Regions from separate parts of the Arachis hypogaea genome. Here region 1 is linked to region 2. Evidence: chromatin contacts called from public Hi-C data. All regions are on one chromosome and are shown on one strand. Each heading gives the region's core, a stretch centred on a gene start, on an enhancer-like site or on the middle of the called end of the contact. The rest is flanking DNA. Distances are from core to core; before and after follow the strand shown. Region 1 holds the start of LOC112800124 (probable prolyl 4-hydroxylase 9). Region 2 holds the start of LOC112800115 (subtilisin-like protease SBT1.7).

Region 1 (4,406 bases), core at 429-2,928, 150 kb after region 2:
CTTTCTCCTCTATCATCAGTTATCTCATTGTTGAAGATAATAAATAATTCAAGTTCAGATTGTTAATTGAACCATAACAAAATTGATTATTGTTTTAAATCTAATCAAGTGGCTGAGGTGTGGTTCAATTCAGAAGAAAAAATATAACATTAGAGAAAACATTTTTTTGTATTTGCAACAAATTTGGGTGTAGCACGAAAATATTTGGGTGTAACACGAAAATATTTGGATGTATTTTAAGAAATTTTGGGTGTATTTTTATTCTGATAAGTTCTGCATAATTCAAAATTCTTCCTCTTTTTCTTTCTCATCTTCTACTGCTGTTTCTTTTTTTTTTTTTATCATCATTACCATCATCTTTTTCTTCTTTTTATTCATCTTTTCTTTTTTAATTTACCGCTTCAAGTTTCTTCTTGTTTTACTCTCTTAACAACAATAAAACTAAAAAAAATTAAACAAAGAAGAAAAAGAAACATATAATACTGTAAAATTACTTGGAAGAGGATGAACTTACATTCATTTAACTAAAAGAAAGAAAGAAATAAGGAAAAAAAGAAGAAGAAAAAAATTCAGCATTAGAGAAAATATTTTCTGTATTTACAGCAAATTTGGGTGTAACATAAAGATATTTTGGTGTAACACGAAGATATTTGGATGTATTTTAAGAAATTTTGGGTGTATTTTTATTCTGATAAGTTCTGCATAATTCAAAATTCTTCATTTTCTTCCTCTTCATCTTCTACTGCTTCTTCTTCCTCATATTCTTATTTCATTTTCTTATAATTTTTCTTAGAAGAAAAATTAAACAAAGAAAAAAAATACATAATGTTAAAAAATCAATAGAAAGAGGAGGAAGAAAAAAATGCAGCAACAACAACAGTAATAAAAAAAACAACGAAGATGAAACACGCGAAGAAAAAGGAGGAGAAACGCAAAGAAGAAGGAGAAGAAGAAGGAAGAGGAGGAGAAAGAGAAATACGAAGAAAAAGAAACGTCTTTCATAATGATGAGTGAGAGCGCGCTTTGGAAACGGTTGAATAACACGCATGTTATCACTCTTCAATGGGTGAGTATAATTTTTATTAGATTTGGTCCAACTTGTAAGATAAAAAAACTTGTATGTATACCATAACTCTAATTAATTTTATCTAATAACTATTAAATTTATTATAGAGGATAACTTATCATTTATTTAAAAGAGGATAAATTAGAATTTACTTCTATATCTATACATATAAATTAATAGAGTTTACACATTTGAGTCAATATACAAATATAATTTATATTCAATTTATAGATATCAATTAATAAAATTTATTTGTGGGCGATAATTTGGTATTTATGGCTATTAAATGCGGACAAAAATTATTAAAAATTTGCTCGGCTATAAGAGTGTTTTTTGTTAAAAGGAATAAATATGTCTTTGATTTTTTAATTTATAGATATTTAAATTTTTGATAATTTAAAAATATATTTAAGTTCTTAATTTTTTTAAAATTTGGACATATCAATTTTTCTTATTTATTTGAGTATGTTAGATTCAATAGAAAAATTAAACTTATTTTTTCTTGTGCTGATCTAATTGATATAAATTTACATATAAAATTTTTTTAAAATTAGACAAATTATATTCAAATATATGCAAATTTTAAAGAGGTCTGTCAAGGATTTAAATGTTCCGCCAGGATCGATTTGTCTTTCTATTTTTTTTTTGTCATAAGAGTTTCCGTTAAATGACCGCTGTTGGTATGTAAAAAACTAAAAATTGACCCAGTAGCACACAGACACTATAACAGGCTTCAGAACAAGCAAGGAGAAACCAGGAACAAAAAACAATGAAAGTGAAAACGGTGAAAGGAAACTGGAGCTTGAGAACGAACAAGCTGGGTTTTCCTTACGTCTTCCTCATTTGCATCTTCTTCTTCCTCGCTGGATTCTTCGGTTCTGCTCTCTTCTTTCACTCTCAGGTCAACTCATTTTCTTCCATTTTTTTATCAACAATAATAATAATAATAATAATAATAATAATAATAATAATAATAATAATAATAATAATAAAGTAATCGATTGTTGAGAATTCGCAGGACGATGGACATGGCATGAGGCCGGGACCGAGGCTTCTAGAATCTACGAAGGAGGAGACGGAATACAATCTGTTGCTGGCGGGAGAGTCCGGTGACGATTCCATTACATCGATTCCTTTTCAGGTGCGCAGTTTTGTTTCACTCAGATCCTTAACTGAACTTGTTGCCAGTGATTCAATTTTATTTTTATTTCTGTTTTTTAATTCCTTGCCTGTTTTGTTCAAAGTCGTGGAGTTGCTTGATTAGGTGAACTTGTTTGTATTTGAGATTTGAATTTCATGGTTACAGCGATTTTTTTTTTTTTCTGTGGGAATGGCATGTTTCCTTTTAGGCCTTGTTTTTCAATTGGTATAGCTTGTATGAAATAAGTTTGTGGAATTGCAATTCTAGTTTTCTAGATTAGTTTTGCTTGAATTTTGAATTCTAGGCATTGGTATGATGTTATTTGACTTTGGTCAGCGTTACGCTTGAGATTGTTTAATGGCAGGTTGACTCAAATTATCTCTGCTCTTTGTTCAAGAGATTGTGATATATTCCGAGTCTGCATCATATCCATAACTATGAAGTTAGTCCTTTTGTATTGACTCTCAAAAAAATGTCTTTTTACGTAAAAGAAAATAAATTTCTCTTTTGTTTGCTAGGTTTTGAGCTGGCAACCTCGAGCTCTGTATTTTCCAAATTTTGCAACTGCGGAACAATGTGAAAGTATAGTTGATATTGCAAAGGCAGGCCTCAAACCATCAACCTTGGCATTGCGCAAGGGAGAAACGGAGGAGAATACCAAGGGAATTAGAACAAGGTAGCGTGTAGGTCACTGTCTAATACTTAACTCTATGATTTCCTTACAAACGGACGAAATACAATAGTTAGCTTTACTTCTGTCATAAACTGGAAAATATTCTGGTGAGTGATTTTGGTTATGATCTCCTAAAATAGTTTATGGACATTTGATCATCTAGTTACTTAATGTCATATCATGCCAAATCATTTCTTCTAAAAGCTTATGTTGTAAGTTCTAAGGTAGAGGGACTTACATTCACCTGTGCAAAAAAGCTTAGTGACCTGGAAACGAGGAGAATGAGAGGCCTTTCTTTATCTTGAGCTGAAATTTATTGTCATAAACTATCTTCCCAAAGGCTTAAGTTTTTAAGTAAAGGCAAAAAATGTTTTTATATCTTAACATGCCTCCACATGCAGAAGTCTCTTTGGATTAACGCATGGATCATGAAGAAGCACATTTTTCCTTGTGCTGAAGTTTAACATGTATCAAGAAGAATGGGGAAAATAAGGGTTGAACTTTATAGTATACACCATTTGGTCATAGAAGTTATTGAACTTTGTTGTAAACCATCTCTCCAAAAGCTTAGTTTGATACCTTGACAATTAGCATATATTTAGAAGAATGGGAGACCACAACTGTTGACTCTTAGACCATTGATCATAGAGAGGCTTTGTTACTATATCATAAATAATTTCTCTTAAGTTGATAGGTTGCAATAAATGGTTTTGTGTCTAATAATGTTCTTTCTGATAAACAGCTCTGGCGTGTTTATTAGTGCTTCTGAGGATAAAACTGGGACTTTAGAGGTAATTGAAGAGAAAATTGCTAGAGCAACGATGATTCCCAGGTCTCATGGAGAGGTAACATCTCTTTTAAGCTTTGTCCATATTGCATAAAAGAAATTTTAGAAAATTCTGTAATGGTGATGAAATTATTTTTCTCACGTTTTATTGTTTTATTAAAATGCTTTTTTCTTTCCTTTTGGGAATTTCAATCTACGATAACAGGTCTTAGAATACTGATTTTCTGTTTGTAGCAAATCCAGAAACTTATCCATTACTTATGTGATGCAAGTGAAATAAATCTAGGGTAAAATGGTTCAACTTTTGTTAATTCAATAAATATTATAGAACAGTAATGAGGTTGGGGTAATGAGGGAAATTCAGAGAATGGCTTTCTCAATTTACACCATTTAAAGGTAAATTGTTTCTTGTGATTGGTGAGAAATTCTATTGATTACGATATTTCACGCATGATTTTTTTGTTTTTATTTTTATTTTATGTTTTTGGTATTCTGATGCAAATGTTGTTAACATGTGTTACCGCTTACCCTGACATGGGATTGCGCCTTCTGTGTTCATATATAACACCGCAGAGTAGCATCCCCATGTTGCTGTTATGTTCCAACTATTTTTCTCTGCTGTCTTCCATGTTTTCAACCTAACCTACCAATGGCATTTCTATGGCAGGAACAAAGTCGTTGACAAGCTTCACCTACCTTGATTTTTAAAACTTCTCACTTCAATAAGTCTAATCCAAAA
Region 2 (4,271 bases), core at 966-3,465:
GCCACGGGGTCCACGTGTCCAGATCCGTGATCGAACGGAGTAGATGGCTTTCCGGTGGCGCTGTCTTGTAATTTTTGGCCGTTCTTGTAAGCCGTGTATGCCGTTGTCATGAGAGCCGACCGAACCGCAGCTGGGCTCCATTCTGGATGAGCCGATTTGACCAGCGCAGCTAAGCCACTCACGTGAGGGCACGACATTGAAGTGCCGGAGATGATGTTGAAGTCCACGCGCCTGTTATCAACGGCTAAGCCTGTGGGACCCACCGCCCTGGACCAACCCGCTAAGATGTTGACACCCGGTGCGATCAGATCAGGCTTCAAGATCTGTTGCGTTAAACCATTGGGGCCACGGGAACTGAACGCCGCCACCACCGGCGACGGCTGGATCCCTACCTTAGTCCCTTCAAAATCGATCTTCACGGTTGGTTTAGCGTCAGTAAAGAGATACTTCTTGACGGCGTCTCCGGCTTTCTCACCTACCGCCGTCGCCGGAAGTAGGTGCGCGTCAGCCACAAGCTCTTCGCCGTTGGCAGCGGTGTTAGCCAGCACCATTCCCAATCCTCCAGCAGCCTTCACCACAGCACCTTTTTGAACCCTAGCGCTAACTCCTCTTTCACACAACACGATTTTCCCGGCAACTTTCTCCGGCGATAGTGTTCCCACCATGCACAAGTTTCCATTCGTCGCGTTGCTTGCATTGCCAGCGTAAACAAACGGTAACGGAGAATCAGGTAAAGCGTTACCTCGATACAAGGAAACACCAGAGAAGTTGAGCCCGTTACCGAGGCTAACGAACGCCGGAAAATCACGATCAAGTGTACCCGCGCCCACGGTAGTGATCCATGGTGCCACATTGGAAAGACTCGAAGGACTGGGACCAGCGTTTCCAGCAGAACAAGAAATTAGAATCCCTTTCTCCATTGCAGCGAAGGATCCAATTGCAACACTGTCTCTGTAATAATCAGAGCTTCCACCACCAAGGGACATAGAAAGAACGTCAACGTGATCCAGAATGGCCCTATCAATGGCGGCGAGAATATCAGAGCTGAAACACCCTCCGATCCAGCACACTTTGTATGCCGCGATTCTAGCTCGCGTGGCCATCCCACGCGCCGTCCCCTGTGCGTAGCCAAAGAGGCTGGCGCCAGTTACAACAGATCCCGCGGCGGTGCTGGCGGTGTGGGTTCCGTGGCCGTCGTCGTCGCGAGGGGACTTAGACTCTTTAGTCACATCGATTGGACCTAACATGGCTTCGTAGCCTTTGGCGAAGAATCTCGCTCCTATGAGTTTTCTGTTGCAGTTAGAAGCAGTGAAGTTGGTTCCAGTTTCGCACGTGCCTTTCCACGTACTGGGAACGGGTCCGAGCCCAGTGTCGTCAAAGCTCTTGCTCTCTGGCCAAACACCGGTGTCGAGAACTCCGACGATGACGTCACTGGAGGAATCCGACGCCGGAAAAAGATCCGAGCTCTTGTCAAGGCCCAGGAACAACGGAGTCCTCGTGGTGTGGAGTTCGTACTTTGTCTCCGGAAGCACGGCGAGGACACCGTCCTGTGCCTCTAACAAACGAGCTTCCTCCTCCGTTAACCTGGTGGAGTACCCATGGATGGCGTTCTCGTAGGTGTAAAGCATTTCCGCCGATTCAGAAACGGATTTGAGAGAGGAAGCGTACCACTCAGCGTGGTGCTCAAAGCTCTCCGGCATCTGAGATTTCGCCACGTGGACTATGTAGGTGGTCTTCTTGTTCGCCGAAGTTGCCCCATGGCAGAGAGCAACAAAGAGAAGTAAGAACACTGCAAGAGAAGCTTTACGAGGCGTGCCCATTTTCCTGTGTTTTGATGAGTAAAGTAGCAATGGAATAGAAATAAGAGGGAGAAGCAGGTCTTTTATGTGAGTGTGATTGTGGTGTGAAAAGGGGAAGCGGTGGGTGGTTGTCTGCTTCTCTTGAATTATTGCATTGGAGACAAAAAGCAGGAGCAGGAGAGAGAAAATGAGTGAGTGATGAGTGGGGAAATTGTAGTAGCTGTATCCTGTATGTGTAGTAGTGTAAGACAATTGGGCCTTGCTTTCGCATGTGCGTTTACCACCGTTTCTTTCTCCACTACTGCAAGCCCATCACTTGAGACTGTCCCGTCATTTTATTTTAGAGCAATGATAGGATTATTTATCAACTATATCCAATAACTATTATATCTTTCCTTCCCATCTTTAATAAAGTATCCAATAACCATAATATTGAAATGTAGTTTATGTGGTTTATCGAGAGAGGAGGGTTGATGGTGGTGGTGGGAATGATGATGAGAATATTTTGAGATTTTTTAATATTTTTGTCATATAAAATTTATTTTTTGTGAATACAAAATTCGTTATATATTTTTATGAGTAATTTTATTCGTATTTTGAATATTTATAGATCATTTTTTATGTTTTTCTTATCTTTAATAAAATTATAATTATTGGATATAATTGACAATAGAGTTATAATATAAATTAGTTTAGTTATAATTATTGGATATAATTGTTGATAGAGTTGTAAATATAAGTTAATTTTATATTTTTGGAAAATTATCAGGTGTTCCCGAAAACATCAGTGTTTTAGTTGTTTTAACCGTTGATTTTAATTAATATATATTATATATAATTTTTATAATTTAGATCAACGCTTAAAACAACTGAAAAACCGGTGTTTCTGGTACACCTGATAACCTTCCTATATTTTTTTTCCCCGATATGATTGATTTGTTTGCTAAGCTTTATATTAGTTGTTTTGCAGATTAAAGGCACCACTAGTTGGGCGCTTTAAACAGGGTTGTGCAGGCTTTCAATCACTAACTGCATAGTCCAAACGTTAACTTCGTACACCAATTTTTGACCTACTACCTTGAATTCCCGCAACTGTGTCTTTTAGCGGATGTTATTGGAAATTAATTAATTAATCGATATTTGATAATGGGGTTGGGGTGCATCTATGACCAATGCATCCTGTAAATATGTGATTGTGCAGTGTTGAGGATTGCAGCATTAATTGGGTAAAGGTAGAAAGAAATGTAAAACACGCACATCGGTTCACGGGTATTTATATAGATAAAGTTAACTCAATCTTAATGAACGCAAGATATTTTTCTATTTTCGTTTTGGAGGTTTTCGTTTCTCCTCCCCACCTGCCAACCAAACCAGCTTAAATAAATACTTTTTATTCTCTTAAGAAATTCATGGTCACGGGTGTACCAAAAGGAAGAAAGTGAGAAAGCTCACAATCACTATCTTTGCTAGTGCTGTTGCCTTCTTGGAATTTATTAGGATAGAGTAAGTGGAAAGTGGGAACGAACTATTAAAAACTAGTTTTATACGAAAAACAAAAAAATATGAACGTTTCTTCTTGATTAAGATTTCCAATTTTCCATAGTGGATTTTTTTTCAATATTATTATTATTATTATTATTTAAATTTTAGTTGGTAATATCCATTTTTGTAACATCCAAAACAAGCACTATTAGAGATGCCTATAGGTTTGGATTCACCCATGAATTTGTGGGGATTTTGCCCACAAACATGTTTAATCCACACGACTCAACTAAATATTATTCAATCATCTTAGATATCGTAACTTGTGTAAAGATTACTTTACATAAATCTCTTATTCTTAGTTTAACTTCTTCAATATAATAAGATTTTCTTGAATTTTTTTTTCAAATTTATTATGGTTGTTTTTATTTCTTATACTCTTTTAGATTTATATATGTTGGTGAATTCTTAATATTGAATCAATAGAGCTAAAAATTTAAAAGTTTAAAATTCAATCGAGATTTAATTATAATATAATTATATAAATAAAATAATATATTTATAATAACAACAGGAATAACAAACTCTTATTCTATTAGGTGGAGATCGGCTACATGAATCAAACAACATCATTCAACTCTATTATACATCATATTTATAGAGAGATCATTTACATGTAAATCTTATTCGACCACCTCGTGGATGGTCTTTCTAGGTTTTTCTCTACTTTTCACCCCTTATCCAACTTCCATCTCATCCACCCTCCTGAATGAGTGTTTTGTCGGTCTTCTTCTCACATGTCCAAACCACCTGAGATGCGATTCTACCATCTGTTCCACAATAGGTGCTACTCCAACTCTCTCTCTTATATCTTCGTTCCTTATTCTATCCAATTGCGTATGACCACTCATCCATCTCAACATCTTCATCTCTGTCACACTTAACTTATGTTCGTGCTCCCCTTTAGCTGCCCAACACTCTGTACCATAA

What was found. A called contact is a pair of places that touch in the nucleus more often than the background predicts.
Region 1: a contact with region 2 is called in a Hi-C map of leaf, with 3 times the contacts expected there. The contact joins the promoter of LOC112800124 here to the promoter of LOC112800115 in region 2. A contact is called at or near these places in 2 of 8 Hi-C or Micro-C datasets (both in leaf).

What each region holds. Positions count from the first base shown.
Region 1 is chr1:19,353,513-19,357,918 of arahy.Tifrunner.gnm2.J5K5, forward strand. LOC112800124 (probable prolyl 4-hydroxylase 9) reads left to right here and starts at 1,679. Exons shown (of 8, transcript XM_025842218.2): 1 at 1,679-1,967; 2 at 2,085-2,207; 3 at 2,726-2,883; 4 at 3,623-3,725. The coding sequence starts at 1,836.
Region 2 is chr1:19,200,305-19,204,575 of arahy.Tifrunner.gnm2.J5K5, forward strand. LOC112800115 (subtilisin-like protease SBT1.7) reads right to left here and starts at 2,216. Exons shown (of 1, transcript XM_025842209.3): 1 at 1-2,216. The coding sequence starts at 1,820.